2 separate regions of the Danio rerio genome follow, and region 2 is linked to region 1. The links are chromatin contacts, called in public HiChIP or PLAC-seq maps. All regions are on one chromosome and are shown on one strand. The core of a region is the stretch at or near the end of the contact, and the rest is flanking DNA. Distances in the headings are between cores, read along the strand shown.

Region 1 (4,086 bases), core at 267-2,766:
ATATGTATCTCTGAAAGTGTAAGTAGCTTGTTGACTAGCCACATAGCAAACTTTCTCTGGCCCAGCTCTGGTCCACACAGTCAGCTTTTGCTTGGCCCACATGCTGCAGTGAATTACAGTACACGACTGGACCAAGTCTGGATGCCAGACAATGGCCAAATATGGACTGTATCTGGGCCAAGTCTCAGCCAAATTAATAACCCATAACTGGGCCAGAACTAGAGCAGATTTGTTAATGTATCACAACTGAAATGAAATTGATAAACCCATAATTTTCTTAAAAGCAATCTGATTGGTAGAAGTTTTTTCTTTATTCATAAAGAATATAAATGTACTTTAAATGGGGGTCAAGATAGGCGAAACTTACATGGCCCACCTATCAATTATTAACATCTGGACCAAATAGTGGAATTTACATTTGGCCCAAGTATTGTGTGCTGACTTAAAGACCGTGCCACCTCTGCCAAACCAGGGCCATGTTTGGCCCACATGTTGTATGCCCGTGCTTGATGAATGCCAAATCTGGCCCAAATTTTTTTGCTACCTGGATAACTTTACAGAAATCCCCTAGAGACATGACTTTAGTTTAAAAATCTCCTTTAATTCTCAAGTGATTAACTGTTCACAATGTATTATTTACACTGAATAGATTAAGGAACATTGGGTGAACAATAGGTCGATAAATGTCTGAGGTATGCATTTAATAAGTTAATGTTCTACTGTAGAACAAAAACACCTATATCTTTGAAGGCTTGCTGATAAGTAAATTAACATCACATTTTTTATACTTATAGTTAAACTATTGCTTTAATACATTCATGTCCTGCGTCACTGATGAAGACTAGCGCCGCCCTTTGATGTAATACTGTCATGACATAATTTCTATCATTTTTGTTGCTAGGAAAACTTCTGTCCCGTTTAAAACTTTGGCCAATTAAATGTCACCTTATTACATCCTAAAACAAGCTGTGGCAGCATAAGAATGCGCAAATCAATCAGTAAATTGCAACTTATTAGGCTAAATATAAACATGATTTAAAGATGTTATTTGTTTTAAATGTGATCATAATAATAATTCTTACTAAGAGCGTATTTGTAAAATGCATTCTATTTATTAATATTTTCCATAACGGATGACATCAACTATGACCGGACTCATCCTCCCTCTTCTGCATTGCGGTATTCCCAAAACTGCACGGAACACCTCCATCCTGACTTCACCATGCAGAATAAACTAACCAACGTCTTAAACGCATCCTACTTTCACTTAAACCCTCCAAACCACCATATATAACCACAACAGCAGCAAACTCACCAGAAAAACGCGTTAAATCCACCAGCCAAGCAGCGCCCCGTCCCGCAGCCCGGCGCGAGACGCACACACACACGGCCTGCTATTGGAGGAGCGCGGAGCTGCGCATGTCTGGATGCTGAAGCACAGAGGGATGCTGACCGAGTCCATGTGCTTCTGCAGAGGGTCGCAAAGCTGTCAAGGTGATTTCAAGCATTTGTGAATGATTTCGATGCGTTTGGAGCAAGATAATTTGGCGATTTAAGGTATTGAGAGGCTTATCCGCGCACATCTGTTCAAATCCACTGGATTAAATTCTTGCACTGGTAGGGGGAGGGAAAGAAATAGATTATTTGTTGTTTAGATGCAGCACAGTAGGCCTATATAAGGAAACTTAGAACTTCAGCACACCCCAAGATGTATTATATGTTGTTATAATAAATATTACACAATTTAAAAAATCTGTATTACATACAAATTCCAAACGGAGAGAATCAATTAAATTAGATAAAGAGGCTAAATTACTGTGAGGTAAAAACTCAACCCCCATAATTCATTCAGAATCTGTATTTTGGCATTCTGACTGTTTGTTTCCCAGCTAAAGCCATATTTAAAGCACATTCTTGTGAATGTCAGAAATGAATGTCAATTGAATATATAATTGTATAATATTTATAAGAAAATACACCCTCAGAAATAAAGGTAGGCTATGTGACCTATCACTGGGGTGGTACCTTTTCTAAAAGGTCCATATTACTTCAAGGGTACATATTAGTACCTAAAAAGTACATTGAGAGTTCACTCTTAGCTGATGATTGTTTATAAAGCTTGTTTGGCATGCTGTCCCGGAAGAGAAACCTGAGCTCAAGATCCTCGAGCCCGGGGCTCCCACCCTCTTTGCAAGGCGAGAGGGAGGTTTAAGCTCAGGTAGATCTCGAGAACTCCCTTGCTGTAGTAGCTAATGAACAGAAAGTGATCGCTCTTTAGAGATAACTACTTATAGGTGCATGTTTATGGTGCCGATTTGGATTAGTCAATTAACTTAGGCTGCATGTTATTTAACGGTGGGAGGAAACCGGAGAACTCGGGGGAAACTCACATGAGCACGAGGAGTACATGTAAACTCCGCACGGAAACGTTGGCTGGCTTGGTAAGGACTATAACCAGTGACGTTCTTGCTGTGAGGTAACAGTGCTAACCACTGGGCCACAGTGCCACCCAACTGAGGAGAAGTAGCAGTGGAAGGGGGGATTCTTCAAAACGAAGATGGCTGTTATATGGAACTTAGGGTATTTATAGTGGCTTAGGAGTCGTCTGATTGGTGAATCATAAATTGAATAATGCGGGGCCGGCTGCAAGCAATAAGAAGCACGTGATCCTCTCGAAATTAGTTTATGAATAAACTTCACAAAGTCCTATTAAAATTTTTAGGTACTAATGGTATAAATATGGATCCTTCAAGTACAAATGTGTACCTTTTGAAAAGGTACTACACCAGTAACAGCTTGCGTACTTTTATTTCTGAGAGTGTACTATAATTAATTAGGGGAAAAAATAATTTAACTTGAGATCAAAGAATTTGAAACAAATAGTTTCGTTTAACTTGAATGAACTTTAACTTTCAGGTAAACTTTTATGCTGCAGCGGGTCATTAACTAAGCCACCAGCAAAATAAATCTCAAAAGTCTAAGATATGTGGAAAAGTCTAAAGCTGTTTAAACTATTAAACTAAGGTTTCTATAATGTAATATTTAATATTGCACATCAACAGTTATAAAAAACAAATTGTGCGTCTGGAAAGTATTCATAGCGCTTCACCTTTTCCACATTGTTTTATGTTACAGCCTTATTCTAAAATGGATAAAATTCACTTGTTTCTTCAAAATTCTTCACAAAATACCACATAATGACGATGTGAAAAAAAGATTTTTTTTGAAATAGTTGCAAATTTATATATATATATATATATATATATATATATATATATATATATATATATATATATATATATATATATATATATATATATTTATATATATATATATATATATATATATATATATATATATTTATATATATATATTTATATATAAAAAATCCATTTTGAAATAAGCCTGTAACATAAAAAAAATGTGGAAAATATAAAGCGCTATGAATACTTTCCAGATGCATTGAATATTATTGGACAATTGTAAACAATTCATATTCTTTCATTAAAACAATTATGCACAAGGAATAAAATCAAAACCAGACATATGGTAGTGAAATCCGGAAACCAACATTTATTTTAATTCTTTTATATACAAAATATTTTTTTTTTTTGCGATTATATTATAGAGTAAACCATTTCACAGCCTTTCATGCTTTATTTTCATGTAGCTTTAACATTAACCAGAATATTATTTCACACACTACGTTTCATCCACCTTTGCTCCCTCTGACAGAAAAGCATCAAAAGATTCTGCACACACAGCAGTGCAATCCGGCCTCGTTCTTTGGGGATGTGCCCATATCTGCTCTCATTTTCTCCTACAGAAAACATGTCATAAACTAGCTGGCCAAAGAGAAAAGAAAACAACAGTGCCATTAAAAGAAGAAGAGCTGATGGGAGTGTGTGTGAATTCAGGTGCGGTTCTCAGCAGTGCTACCTTACATACTCAATAGACACAAACTGCTAAAATAAAATCCACTCTGGTGCATTCTGGGATTTAGAGTCTTTCGAGTGATTTGGGCCTCCTCTGGATCTGTTCAATTGTCTAAAATAATTCCGGCTGGATATTTACAAAGCAAATCTC
Region 2 (4,588 bases), core at 1,499-3,998, 190 kb before region 1:
GGTCCAAACTGATTGAGTACAACTATTCAACCTAATGCATTTCTGTTATAAAACATGCCTATTTATAAATATTATGTCTTGGGTAGCTTTACCTGGACAGAGGAAAATTAATTTAAACCTATTTAAAATGATTTGAGACCTACAACCCAATATTTCAGTGAACTTTTTAAGGCCTAAAAGTTTGTTTGAAGTAATAGCAGCAAATAATAAAATATGTACAAATGTATGTACAAATAAGTGGCATAAAGGTTACATAAACCAACAATTATACTTTATTTACTTAAAATAATAATGAAAATTGTTTTTACAGCATTTATTAATCATAGTTAAATGTTTACTAACCCATTAATAAAATCCAAAGGTCATGCTTGTAAACTTTATTTCAATGAACTAACATTAACATATAATGAATAAACAATAATAAATATGTTGTTTGCATTTATAATCGTGTAGTAATATATTAACTACGAGCCCCATATTTTAAAATGTTATCAACAATTTGTAATTTCAAGCATGTTTTTGGTAGTTGTCACGGGGTGGTTCTGGTAAAGTAAGTAAAAAGTGTAACATAATTAAAATATACTTTTGTCAGACTTTACAATAAGGTTTCATTAGTTAATGCTGGTTAAATGTATTTAATAAACAGTGATTTTTTCAAGAGGACAGAAAGACATTAAAATAAGTGGAAAAATTAAACAACAGATATATTTTATACTACGGAGCTAATAAAATGCTAAAACAATCTGAATTTGATCATTTTAATGCTTGACAATTGTAATTTAATAAATCTGAATTTTTATATGCTATTAAAAAACGTTTTGAATTAGGATTTTTAAATTTGAATTAGATTTTTTTATTAGAATTTCTCAATTTCAATTATATAACTTTAATATTAGAGATCTGATATTTAAGACGACTGAATTTTTTAAGTCAAATTTTATAGATGTATTTTCAAACGTGTTTGTTTGTGTTCTGAATTACTAGACTGCAGATTTCTAGTTTGTAAAAATACAGCTTCAAATTTTCAAGGTGAAGAAATTCAGAACATAAAATTCAATTTTCTAACATTCAAAACCAGAAATTCAGATCGTGAAATCCAGATTCAGCGCAGAAAGTAAGTCAGGGATCATCGACAGGGAATAGAAGACATCACCGAAAAGACCAGCATATTGGCCAGTAACAGAGCTGCATACTGGTGTATGAGCATGCAGAAGACACCATTCTTCTTCAAAATGACTATTGGGGGATCAGCTATTTTTAAATGTTTTTGTAATAAATATACATGCTTAAGTGAACCAAATTCATGTAATTCAATGACATCTCATTGGTTTTGAGGGTAAAAGAGCTGATCCTGACCTACACTAATACTTCTGACAAATTATTTCTAAAGATACATCGTTCTTACACCTCACCACAGTCAAATTCAAGGACTTTTCAGTGTATTTTTAAACAAAAACTTTGTTAACATTTAGAAAAAAATATTCATAAATAAATTCAAGCAATAAAAATGGTTTATGGCCTGTGGCTTACAGTAATTTGACTTATGTTATATTATTGATCTTTCAGAATGAGTCAGTTTTGTTATTTCATATAGTAATGTACAAAAATGAAAAACCGGCCTATTAAAAACGGATAAATCCCTGATGTAAAGACTAAAGAGACTTTGCAGTGTCATTGCAGTGACACAAGCAATATTAATAGCAGCAATAAAAAAATGTAGAAATAGACAAAACAATAAACAAAGATAACTGCAGAGAAGTATGTAATATGTTTTTATATAACATAATATAATAACTATATAATAACAAATAATAGATACAGTGAAATAATTGTGCAGTGCATGTGTATGTACAGTAGCTGGTGTGCAATTTTGTGTAATTAGTTTGTGTAATTATCAGCAACATGGGGTAAAGGGACAAATGTGAAAAGTCATAGAACATGTCCTGACATAGCTTAAAGCACAAAGATCAACAGCAAAGCAAGAAACTGAACGTAAACAACAACACATAAGGCAGATTTGGGGCAGTTGTGGAGAAATTTAAATGTTAGCCTCACTAATTGAACAAACAAAAACATTTTCCAGATTCATGGACAGAAGTTACCTGAAAGTGATGCTACACTGATTAAAATTGTCACATGTTTGTTTTTGCGTTCGTCATAAAATGATTTTTTAAAATGTATCTAACAACATATTATCAATATATATTTTATTTACACTCAGTTTATGTTAATATTATTAAATAAATGTTAATATTTTTTTAGAAACCGAGATGGTATTTATAAACACTGTTATAAATATATTGTTTGCGTTAATAACCGTGTAGTAATACATTAACTATGAGTGCCATATTGTAAAGTGTTACCAACAATTTGTAATTTCAATGTTTGAATGACTTAAAATTAAAGCAATTTTAGTAGTTATGCTGACTCTGATAAAGAAAAACGACAGAGTAAAAAAATAAATATGATAAGCCTACTTTTATTATGTTTTTTTTATTTTTTTACATTGACATTTTTGTCCTCTATCAACCTATATATAACTTTTTTATTGACCTACAAGGGTTATGAGTGGTGCAGTTAATGACCTCAACCACACAGTTGATTCGGGGTGAAGCAGAAGCACGACTCTTCTTATGTAAACCCCACGACCCCTACATTTGAGAAAATAAAGCCCGGCTTTTGATTGGTGGGGTGCGGTCACGTGGCCACCGCTGCGCTGTAGTTTTTCTACGACAGCTGGGAGCCGCGCGAGAGGAGGACAGAGCGCGAGAGGCGGCGGTGCCTGCAACGCTTCCCACAAAACTTTCTGCAGCATGGGAGACAAGAGGAGTCCGACGAGGTAAAAACAAACAGAAAGAAACTCCCACAGCCGTGGCTTCAAGAAGAGGTCGATTCAGGGCTCTCAAACAGACCATTAGGCAGCGCGCGTGAATGAGAAAGACGCAACAAGAGTGGCCACCATGGCGGACTGGCTGTTTTATCAACCTAAAGTGTCAGTTCATTAAAAAAAATCGCGTCGCTCGCGCGGCCGTCCGACTGACTTTGTGAATGGATAAGATCTGATATATGTGTCGGAGACTTCCACAGTCCGTGGTGTGATTTTCTCTCTGTTTGTTTTGCTTTTTGAAGGCCAAAAAGGCAAGCGAAGCCCTCCTCTGACGACGGCTATTGGGACTGCAGCGTGTGTACATTCAAGAACACCGCCGAAGCGTTCAAATGCATGATGTGCGATGTCAGGAAGGGCACGTCAACCCGGTGAGTGATAAAACATGCATGTATGCATACGAGCTGCTTTTCAAATCTTGTGATATAACTGCCTGGACAGTATGTTTAGACTTGACTAGATGCCTTTAAATGCTGTCCGGATAGCCAGCTCAGTAGGTTGCCAGAGTCAGCCATTTGTCTTGTGTGTATTAATAATTACACAGTTAATACAATGTTTATAACCCCGGGAGCAAGTGTGTGCAATCAGTATCGCATTACTGAACCGCTCTGTTGGTAAAACATCCATTACATTCAAAGCTATTTCAGGAGTCATTTAAAGTGCATTTCAGTTCATTTGTAGTTATAAACAAAGCATTGTTTATATGTACATTGGCAAGGCATCACATGACCTCCGAGCAGATCATTGTAATAGCATACGTTTTTCTGCATAGTTTCAATAAATTGTCCATCAATTTTGTCTCTCTACTGTTTTGATCTAAGGTCCTGTTTACACTTGGTATGTGTTTTCATCGAATTGAATCAAACCGATTAGAGCGAGACATTCCTGATAATACCTGATACTCTTTGTATTTTTTACTGAGATTTTGGATGGGTGGGTGTATGAACTGTTAAATAATATCCAGAAATAAGCAAGCACAATTATTTTTAGCATGTGAAAGGGGAAATGATTTAAAGAGGCAGGTTTCAATGCTGCAAAAACTACGCTGAATGTTTCCACTTGTGATTAGATTCATATTAACACATGAAAGCATTAGGAATGCACAGATAATATGTAATGTTATGGCACATACTGGAGGATAAACACCTTGAACTTGGTGTTTGTATCCTTATTTAATAGTTCCAAGTATATTGACATAATGGTGTGGTTACTAAATGCGAAAGTAATTTGGGAAAATTAAAAGCAGTTCATTATAATATGTAGACTTTAATGATTTTAAAAATATGATTTAGCAAGTATTCAAAGCCAAGTTGACAAGTTTGAGTAGGAAATTTGTAAAGCTAATGACGTTTTTTCAATGTGATGCATTCATGTTTACTGATGGTTGATGTTCAAAAGTCTATGTACTATAAATAGGAATCTCGGCAGATTGGAGTTTTGCATAATGGTGAATGATTTCCACACATAAATATCGCAACTGGTTCACGTTGGTCATGCTAATTTGGCATGTTGATAAACAGAAAGCAGATTGGCCTGAGGGACTTCTGCATGAGCTGTGTGCCTTGTGTGTGCTTTTTGCCTATTAATTTAATATTGACAATAGGGAAAAAAGAAAAATGTTACTGCAACACGGAGGGCATGTGGGCATTACACAGCATAGTTATCAACTATATACAGAAATTTTTGTCCACTTTGTTTACTATT

The links. HiChIP or PLAC-seq counts read pairs in DNA pulled down with a chosen protein or histone mark.
Region 2: a contact with region 1 is called in an H3K4me3 HiChIP or PLAC-seq map of embryo, with 2.2 times the contacts expected there. The contact joins the promoter of yaf2 here to the promoter of cntn1b in region 1.

What each region holds. Positions count from the first base shown.
Region 1 is chr4:14,308,122-14,312,207 of GRCz12tu, reverse strand. It overlaps cntn1b (contactin 1b), which reads right to left and starts at 1,516. Exons shown (of 24, transcript NM_001014814.1): 1 at 1,316-1,516. It also overlaps a transcript of nrcama not described here.
Region 2 is chr4:14,496,423-14,501,010 of GRCz12tu, reverse strand. It overlaps yaf2 (YY1 associated factor 2), which reads left to right and starts at 2,748. Exons shown (of 4, transcript NM_001045268.1): 1 at 2,748-2,839; 2 at 3,130-3,255. The coding sequence starts at 2,814. It also overlaps a transcript of pphln1 not described here.